Regions from separate parts of the Sus scrofa genome. Here region 2 is linked to region 1. A link is a contact called in public HiChIP or PLAC-seq data. All regions are on one chromosome and are shown on one strand. Each heading gives the region's core, a stretch centred on a gene start, on an enhancer-like site or on the middle of the called end of the contact. The rest is flanking DNA. Distances are from core to core; before and after follow the strand shown. Region 1 overlaps GNAS (GNAS complex locus). Region 2 holds the start of CTSZ (cathepsin Z).

Region 1 (4,681 bases), core at 1,719-4,218:
GAAAGACGTTCACCTGCATCCCAACCCAGAGGCTGTCTTGTGTGCGCCCTGGCTGGCGAGCAGGGCCCTGTTGACAGGGTTTGCCTGCTTCAGAAAGGAAACTGCCCATGGTCCGAGCACAGAGGATTGGACCCCCTTGGGGGGAAGAAGAGTTTGTCAGAGGGCAGCGGGGAACAAGGTGGGACGATGGGCATGTCTGTAAGGCCCAGAAGCAGGAGGCTTGTCTGACTCGAAAACAATGGCGTATTGTTGCCATGGGTCAGGCTTTCGTGGGAATGTGTGTTTGTGTATTTTAAATGGGTTTGGCTGCAAACCGCTGCTAGTGAGGAAGCAGTGTTAGTGGGATGGCCAGGTGACATTTTCAAGATAGAAAAACCTTCACCTGGTAAACCCAGCACACGTAACGCCAAGGCTGGACTTGTGTTTCTGAGACGAGGAGAAAGAAGGCAGCCTGTTAGAAAGGCAGGGGACAGCGACATGCCGGCTGGTTGGTCCTCCGGCCACCGAGCTGCACACGCTTTTGATCTTTCTCCCTCTGAATTCACACTGGAGAGAGACCTTCTCTTTCCTTGTAAAGGGGAGCGTGCCCCCACGTGATGTGACCTGTGACCTGTGACCTACTGCCGTTGAGAACAACGCAGAGGTCGCTGGCCCTTGGCTTCTTCCTGGCAGACCGTCCCCAGAAGCACAGGGCAGACTGGCCAGCAGCTCCCGACCGTCATAGTTTTGGCCAAAGCTGAGAAAACGTGCCCCACAACCTCATCACAAAGACATGTCCTGTCCCCCCACCCAGAGCCTCCTGACCAGCTCACACCCTCCCGTAGAAGCGACTCTGAAGAAACCCAGTTCCTGGGCGGCCCAGTCCGGCCTCTCCCCCCCAGGCCCCCGACGCACAGGCTGATGACAACCCGGGAGCAGTAATTCTGGACTCGGGGGGGCCCTTGAGCCCGCCGACGTCCTGTAGGAACGCTCCTGCCTAAAGCTGCCTGGACATGGGGACCGGCCCTTGGGGTGGGTCTCCCGGGCGCCCTGCAGCCCCCTCCAACCCCTCTCCCTGGCCCTCCCTGCAGGAGTTCTACGAGCATGCCAAGGCTCTGTGGGAGGACGAGGGCGTGCGCGCCTGCTACGAGCGCTCCAACGAGTACCAGCTCATCGACTGCGCCCAGTAGTAAGTGCCCTCCCCGCCCGAGCCCCGCGGGGCACACCCCACACCTCCACTCCCACCGCCCCAAGGTACTTTCTTAGCAGCCAGCCAGGTAGTCTCACCTGCCTTGAGAAGGTTCTAGTCTGATGCATTTATCTTCTAGGGGCCTTCATGGCACGTTTTAGTGCAGCTACGTTATTTTATATAAACACTTAATGCCTGGCAGAGCAAAGTGATAATCACCTGCCATAAAGCCATGGTCGTCGTTAATTAGCTCAAAGTAATTAATTGAGTTGACCTGCAAGCATTTAGAGAGGTGGGACAGCTCTCACACTTCGGATAATGTGGCAATTTTGTATTGTATTTACCGCAACTGAAAAACGTGCCAAAGAGGAATGGTGAGGACAGACATGTGCTGCCCCCGCCCCAACCTCCCCACCGCCCGTAAGGGACCACAGCAGCTGCCAGGGTTCATCTCGCGTGGGCACCATGTTGGATGCCATTTCTTGTCCTTGTTCCTCATTCAAGGGGCCTCCCCTGCCAAGGGGTCCTTGCCCTGTCCTCCTGTCCCTTCAAGGCTCTCTTGCAGTGGGCCTGATGACGCCCAGCCGGGAGGCTGCCTTTAAGACAGCTTGACCACCTGTCTTACCCTGTGCATCGTGCGGTAGACACATGGCCTTCAGAGCCGTGAAAAATATCTCAAAGAGACCCTCTGTTTGCTCGTGTCGCACACATGTACCAAGCGGTCTCAGGCAACGTGCTCTCAAGTTGGACTGTCTTTTCTGACAATACGATAATCCTGTGTCAGCCCCTCGTGTAAGTAACTGAAACGCCAACAATTTGCTTTGGAAAATGTTCAGTAATCAGGACCCAGGGACGAGGCTGGCTCGCCAAAAGCTAAAATCGTGCATTACCCAGGAGCCCCGCGCCTGAGGAACTTGGGGCCACACAAAGCCAGCTCCCCAGAACCCCGTCATCTGCACAGCACCCGAGCTCCTCTTGGGGTCTGCGAAAGCTGTCCACGTCCCTTCACCGGCCCTGCTTTCCCACAGCAAGGGCACTCGATGCTTTTCACTTGTCACCCCTACAGCTATTTTGTGACTTAACACGCAAGCAAACTTGTATATTTTTTCAAGGAACAGAGAAACAGTCCATCTGGGCCGGTCGCCGTGACCCCCACCCCCACCCCTTCTTCAACAAAGTCCCTGATTTTCTCAAAAGTTTGAGCTTAAAGCTGGAAGTGCTAATTATAGTAACACAAAACACATGGAAATCCTGGAATTGTTTGCCTTTTGTTTTCTGGATCCAAGTCAGAAGCACAGGTACAGGATTAGGCAGCTTTGACCACCCCATTCTTAAGAGCCCTGGGGGGGCGGGGCGGGGTGTAACAACTTCATTAATTCAGTTTAGCCAGCTTTCTTTTTTTTTTTTTTCTTTTTTTTTTAAATCGCACACCATTTCAAAAGTTTTTTTTAAAAGTTTTTCGAAAGCCCTATCCACGCATGCCTGCAACTTTATCTGCAAATGGCAGCATGTGCACAGTTTATGGAAAGTTTTAAGGAAACTCCGAGAAAAAGAGAACAGAGCTTGACCCTTTTAAAATGTCTCCTTCCCCGGCCAGCCGCCTCCAGCAGCCCTGCCTTCTTCGTAGCCCGCCTGTTTCTGGCGTAACTGCCTTTAGGTTACGGCCGAGGTCCTGGGGACGTGCCCGTTCCTTAAGGTGCCTGTTTTTATTTGTTGAGCTGGGCTTTGGCTGGCCCCCCTCCAGATGTCTCTCTCACAAGATTTGGTGCTGATGAGCTATTTATAGACCTGTGGTTCGGTTGCCATGGCAACGTGCTGGAGGCCAGGGCGGCTGGGGAGCTATTTCTGGCCTGGTGCTGTAATGTAAGCCTGATTGGGCAAGTTAGTGTATCCTCGAAGCCAGACTCACTTTAAACTGGTGAAAAGGAAAGGGGGGGGGGCACCACCTTATAGAATTTCTTTAAATTTTTCTCGCTTTGATTTTCTTCTCTGATTAGCTCACTTTCCAACACCTCCCATCCCCCCTTCCCCCCCCCCCAAAAGCTGGTTTCCACATTAACTTTCCATGGTAATTACCTCAGTCCAGTCTTTTAAAAGTTATTTTTCCTAACAGTGTGTCCAGTCGGGCAACCCAAGCAAAGAGCCTCCCGACTCTGGGAGGGAGGAAGCATTCTCACCCCTAGACAGCCTTCTCACCCCTGAGACCCCCAGACCCCGCGCCGCCACGGTGCGCGCCCCCTGCCTGCCTGGGGCCCCAAACCTGGATGGCGGTGAGGTGCTTTGAAAGCTTCCTCTCTGGGCTGGTCTGCTTCACGGACCAAGCAGGACGGAAGGGAACTGGTGTCTGTTTCCTGTTCGGTGCGGTGCGGGCCGAGAGGGCCACTTCCTAAAAGGAGAGATACCCTTTCTGAGTTAATCCAGCAATCTCATCTTCATTCGTCCTTTGGGCGAAAAAAATCCTTGCTTCTTTTAAGCGTGCCCTTTTTTTTTTCTTCATTTTTTCAAAAACTCCCTGACATGGAAGTGTACAGTTTTCAAACGACTTGCCGTTTTAGTCAAAGCCAAACAATCTGAGGGTGTACTGTTTTACTCAGGCATTACCCAATGGCACACAGTCAGGCCTGATTTGGGGCCCTGGGCGGATGGATTTGCACAGAGCGAGTCTTTTCAAATTAAAACCAGATCAGATCCCCCCCCCCCAACTGGCCTGTGCTGTACCTGTAGGCCAGGGGTCCTGATTTATCTTAAATCCTATTTGCGCGAACCTTTGTAAGGCATCCGCTTGACCCTAATGAACTTCATGGGATGGTCGTTTTCGCTTAGCTGGACCTTGTGGCTGGGCAGGAATAGTGGGCAAATTGGCCTGAACGTGTGGTCACCCCCGTGTGTCTTTCTTCTGCTCCCAGCTTCCTGGACAAGATTGACGTCATCAAGCAGGCTGACTACGTGCCCAGCGACCAGGTATGCACCCCTTCTCACAGGGCAGAGGATGCAGAGTCTTCTTTCCAAGCCAGTCAGCATTTTTGCTCCAGGTTGGCAATGATTAACACTTGGGTTGGTTTTGGTGAGACCGCTTAATCTGAGACTTTGTTTTAGGACCTGCTCCGCTGCCGCGTCCTGACTTCTGGAATCTTTGAGACCAAGTTCCAGGTGGACAAAGTCAACTTCCAGTAAGTAAACGGTTCCTTTTTTTTAGAAAGAAAAATAGGTTTCTCGAGGTCCCCCCGCAGTGAGCATGGTGGACCATGGTAGCCCTTGTGGTGACCAGGCGTCCTCTCTCTCCTGCAGCATGTTTGACGTCGGTGGCCAGCGTGACGAGCGCCGCAAATGGATCCAATGCTTCAATGGTATGGAAGCCCTGGGCTTCTCCACTCTTTAAGGCTATTTCCCCCCGCCCCCGATGGTTCAGGCTCATGGTCACTCCTAACACTGCATCCTCTTTCTCTCTTGTGCCGAAGATGTGACCGCCATCATTTTCGTGGTCGCCAGCAGCAGCTACAACATGGTCATTCG
Region 2 (4,689 bases), core at 905-3,404, 100 kb after region 1:
CCAGGGAGGCCGGAGGAGATCGGGGCGTTGTGGGGGGGCGATCTAGGCAAGAGGCTCGAGGGGCGACCGGTGGGCCTGCCCATGGCGGAGCTGGAAGCGAGGCTGGATGGTCCCGAGAGGCAGGGGAGGAAGTGGGACGCAGACACCTGCGGGGACCCGGAGCCAGCGGGCTGGAGGCCCCTTGGCCATTTGCTCAGCGAGGGCCACAAGGCCACGCTCCGGGAGGGCGGCCTCATCAAGGGGCTCAGGCGCTGGGCGCCCAGGGCAGAGAGACTGCATGCTGTGGGCAGCTGCGCTGGCGGCCGGGCACCACGGAAGTCCCCTCTGGGGGCTTCCATCGTCTCAGTGAAAGAGGAAGCTGCTCGCTGCTGGGGAGACGTCAGCAGTTTGAGGAGAAAGGGGGAGATGCCGCGGTTGCCCAGGAGACTGTGCTCCCGGCTCGGGGGGCGGGGACAGACAGGTGGTGGCCCCCAGCCCCGCTCCGCCCACGCTCCATTGCAGATGCGAACCGTGGCATGTGACCCCCTCTCCAAGGTCCCTCAGGCTCCCACCAGACCCCTCCCCTGGCAGTTCGGCCCCTGGGGACCTTTTCAGCTTCCCCCCACCACGCCCTTGGGGCCGCCACAAGGTCCTCTCAGTTCCTCAATCCAGCCAGCGGGTCACTGCTGCCGGACCTTTGTCCTGCGCCTCCGCCTCAAGGCCGGCCCCCGCCCGGCCTGCCTGCCAGGCCCCAAAGTCGCCCGAGGCTCCAACGGTGAAGCCTCTGGCTCCACGTTCTCGGGGGGGCCCTGCCCACGTCCTTCCCAGTCAGCACCCGCCCCAGGTAGGCCTCGCAGCCCTCTCACGTGGTGTCGCCTCAACTCCCCCTCCTTCCCGCCCTCACTGCGGCCAGCCGGCTAAGGTCCAGATGATAAGCGGGCCGGCCTTGCTCACTATTCCAGGCCCAGGACAGGCCTTGGTCTCAGATATGAGGCACTGCAGCTCCACGTGCACGTGCCCAAACACCAGTGGGGGGTCCGAGGAGTTTGTTTGTGGTTTGATCCCCAGTGGCTGGGGTCACACGCCTCGGAGAGAGAAGGCACCGGGAGCCAGGTGTCACTGGGCTTCAGTCCTGTGACTGCCAGGCGCCCACAAGCCCCGGGTGTGCGTCCCTCGGCCTGAAAGGCTCAGAGCTCCCGAGGCCGAGTCCTGGCACAGAATCACAGGCCCCCGACCCTACGCTGCAGCCACCCGTTCCGACAAGAAGGCAGCTGGACAGGCCTTCCAGGCCCACAGCCAAGAGGGGCTGTGGTCCCCTACCTACCAGCCATGGCGCTGGTGCTGCCGTGGGCCCAGCAGGAGCCGCAGTACTGGGGGATGTGCTGGTTCCTGGTGACACTGGCATAGTTGACCCCATTCACGTTGCGCCAGTCCCAGCTCCTGGGCAGATCCGATGGGGACAGGTACTCATGAGGCCGGGGGTACGTCCTGGGAACAGATCACCACGGGCAGAATCAGCACGGGGGCTCCTGGCGCAGGGGTGGGGGGCACGGGCAGCCCTCTCCCCTCCCCCAAGTGAGAGGGCGGGCAGACCCCCACCCTCCCAGAATATCCAGGAGGCAGCGCATTCCCTCCCCGCGCCCCGCAACCAGGCAGGAGCCGGGCCGCTCCCCCAGCAAGGCCCCAGATGCCCCAAATGCCGGGCAGGTGCGGCTGGCCTGCCTCCTGCGCTGACGGGGCTTTTGGCCCAGGCCGCAAATGGGAGAGAAACTGCCCCCGCAGCAAAGGGCTGCATTGACCCGCAGAGGTCAAGGGGGGCAGGGCGCCCCAAAGAGGCGGCAGGGTCCCTAGAGGCGGGAGAGCGCGCGAGGCCCCGGCAGTCGGGCGGCCCCCCGTCCCCGACCTGTGCCCCAACTGGGTCCGCTGGTCCCCGCGCAGGGGCCGGTAGCAGCTGCAGCCCGGGCGGAAGTGGAGGCCGGCCCGCGCCGCGCCCGCCAGCAGCACGAGCAGCAGCAGCAGCAGCGGCGGCGGCGGCCCGGACGACGCCATGGCTCCCGCGCCCGTGCGGCCCGACCCCGCCTGGTCCCGACCCCGCCTGGTCCGGACCCGGCTCCGCGCCCCGCCCGGCCCTTAAGGTGGCTGCGCCCGGGCGGGCCCTCCCCCGGGGCGGGGCGCGCTCCTGCCCCGGTGACCCGGCCCCGCCCCGGCCGCCCGCAGGGCCCGCAGCCCGGACTCGGGTCACGCGCCCCGGGCCTCGCCGCACCCCAGACCGGACCCCACCAGCGGGCGCGGGCCTCCGATCGCCCGCGGGCCCGATTTCTCCTCGGGCCGCCCGCCTTGGATCCTGGCGACCCCTGGCCCAGGAGAGCTGTCCCCTCCCATCTAGTCCCCCCCCCACCCCCGGGGACAGGGGTTCCCCGAGTCCGGGGAGGAGGCGGCGTCTAGCTTTCTGCCTCCCGTTTCCAGAAGGCCCAGGACCTTTCTGGAGAGATGTTTATACAGAGGGGAAGGGGGATCCTTTTAGAAAATGTATGCCCCAAAGGGCACCGTCCCTTGGCGATGCACCATGAATTTGACATTGCGGCTTCCAAAGCCGCCTGACCAGGTTTCTGCTCACAAAGCATTTCGCCTTCCAACGCAGGGAAAGCAGAAGTGGGACCCCTGAGGCCTCGGTTTCGCAACTCAAGTGTTTGTCTCTCCTCGTGAGCAGTGGGCACACTCCCTTCTCCTCGTGAGCGGTGGCCACAGCATGGCCTCCTTGTCTCGGGGGAGGAGGGCCCAGAGTTTTGTTCTGGGGCCCACAGCCTCTGCTGCAGGGTCTGGAGGCGGGCAGACCCTGCTCTCCCACAGCCCCCCACGCCCCACCCCATCTCCCGCTCTTCCCTGGGCTAAGCCTGCGAGCAGAAATCACAGCGGCTGCCTTGTGGTCTTCCAGCAATTTCCGTGACCCCCCCCCCGAAAGCCCTGGGACACCCACGGCACCCCAACAGGGCTTGGTCCTTGCTCCTGAGGTGCCATCACTGAGCAAAGTGTGGCCACGGCCTCTTTCCATTGAGGTGTCTTTTCTCTTCGCGGAAAGTCGGCGCCTCCCAGCCCTTAGCACAGTTCCTGGTTGGGCGGTGGGCGAGGGTGGCCTCCAGTTCCAAGAAAACTCTCAGGTGTGAGTGGTGGGGGCGGGGCCCGGAACCCGGGTCTCCAGAGGCGGCTTTGCCCCGGCAGGTGTCCTGGGCCTGGTCCCAAAGTCTCTGGCTTCCCTTCCCTGGGGTGAAGCAGGTGCGGGAAGGGCGGTGCCAGCCGGGACTTCCCCTGCCCAGGCGTCTCCCCTCCACGGCTACGGCGACTCCGCCAACCCTCCGCCTTCCTCCACGTGAGGAAGAAAGCCGGGACAATTGTCCCCAACACCCGTGACCTCCATCATTCAAGGAGGCTCCGCCTGGGTGGTGGCTTTTTGGTCTAAGGAAAAAGTTAAAAGCTCATAATTGTCAAAGAATGACCAGCGTGGTCAAATATTACAGTGTGACAACTCTTGTGGGGACTCCAGGGTCCCCAGAGATGGTCAAGGTCCAGGAGGTGCAACGTCCAGCCACAAGTTCTACCACGTAGGAAACGGGGCCCCGAGGCCTGGCCTCTGATGACTGGGCTGTGAGGCCCGGGGCGCACGCTGACGTGGGCATGAAATAGTGTCCAGTTACCAGCTTTTCTGGTCCTGGATGTTCCGAGATGCCCTGGGGCCCTCGGGGAAGGGTCGGGGGCGGGGGCGGAGATGCTATGACAGGCAGGATGGGCTTCCTGGGTGTGTGACCCCTGTGGTCAGCGGGGCCCGGAGTGCTTGGTGTGATGCGGGCTTCTCAAACCCACACCCCGTTTTTGTTTCGAGCTGCAGATTCTGGAGCAGATCAGGTGCTGATGCCACCTCTGTAGGCCAGGGACAGATGGCATGGGAAGGGCAGGGAACACTGGGCCCCACGGAATGCAGGTGAAAGGGAGGGACAGTGGCATTTGCACTCTGGGAGCGCATCGGACATCTAGAGCTGACAGGTTGTGGGACTTGGCAATTCCCTGCGCTGGAAGCAGCTCAGACCCAGAGGGACAGGGAAATCGGGCAGGAAGGAGGCGAGGCGGGGGATGGTGGGAGGCCAGACATTTGAAACCACAACTTTCAAGGCAAGAAGAAGGTAAGTGAGCTCTCCTGTGACCCACCCGCTCTGCCCTTCAGCACCTGTGATGCTTCCAGCACACGAAGCCAGGTGCCTGGACCCTTTCTTAACCTCTGAACTTGGCTGTGGTCTGTGGATTCCATCCACCTGGCTCTTGGCTCTGAGGGGAGCTGGCTGCGTCACTTTAAGGGTCACTGAAACCATGTGGGATCCCTTAGGGTAGCTGTCAAGGGTGTCTGGCCCCAGGAGCTCTCGGGAGGCAGGAGGATGGAATTCTCCGGCCCCCGGGGCTGCAGGAGCGAAAGGACGCAGCAGCGAGGAGCCTGCTGGGCCGGCCGCGCACCTGTCTGACCAGCTCTTTTCAAAGCAGGGGCACCTGAGAGGCAGGTGGGGGGGCTCTGCATGCCTGTGAGGTCATCCTCTGGGCAATGACTCATCTTATCTGCCTGGAACAGAGGAGGCTCAGGTTCAGGGCCCCGTGGCCGGCTCCCTCAGAGGGCGCCCCCCCCGCCCCCGCCTGGGTGTCACCTGGGAAGCTGCCCGGGAGCCTGCA

The links. HiChIP or PLAC-seq counts read pairs in DNA pulled down with a chosen protein or histone mark.
Region 2: a contact with region 1 is called in an H3K27ac HiChIP or PLAC-seq map of alveolar macrophages. The contact joins the promoter of CTSZ here to the enhancer-like site in region 1. A contact is called at or near these places in 1 of 5 promoter capture datasets (fetal liver), 3 of 47 Hi-C or Micro-C datasets (embryonic fibroblasts, fetal skeletal muscle and subcutaneous adipose tissue) and 2 of 2 datasets of contacts at active chromatin or transcription factors (alveolar macrophages and skeletal muscle).

What each region holds. Positions count from the first base shown.
Region 1 is chr17:59,046,868-59,051,548 of Sscrofa11.1, forward strand. GNAS (GNAS complex locus) reads left to right here. Exons shown (of 13, transcript NM_001130215.2): 6 at 1,071-1,168; 7 at 4,075-4,129; 8 at 4,265-4,338; 9 at 4,457-4,515; 10 at 4,627-4,681. The region is part of intron 2 of LOC110257458 (a long non-coding RNA gene); the gene reads right to left. Among named protein-coding and RNA genes, the nearest start is that of GNAS, 64 kb to the left of the region's middle. Within about 2 kb of position 2,969, at least 54 of the 83 cell types and tissues checked have an H3K27ac peak or open chromatin away from gene starts, as enhancers often do. A contact at or near this core is called in alveolar macrophages, embryonic fibroblasts, fetal liver and 3 more, where this site is marked.
Region 2 is chr17:59,147,223-59,151,911 of Sscrofa11.1, forward strand. CTSZ (cathepsin Z) reads right to left here and starts at 2,155. Exons shown (of 6, transcript NM_001123104.1): 1 at 1,883-2,155; 2 at 1,304-1,467. The coding sequence starts at 2,028.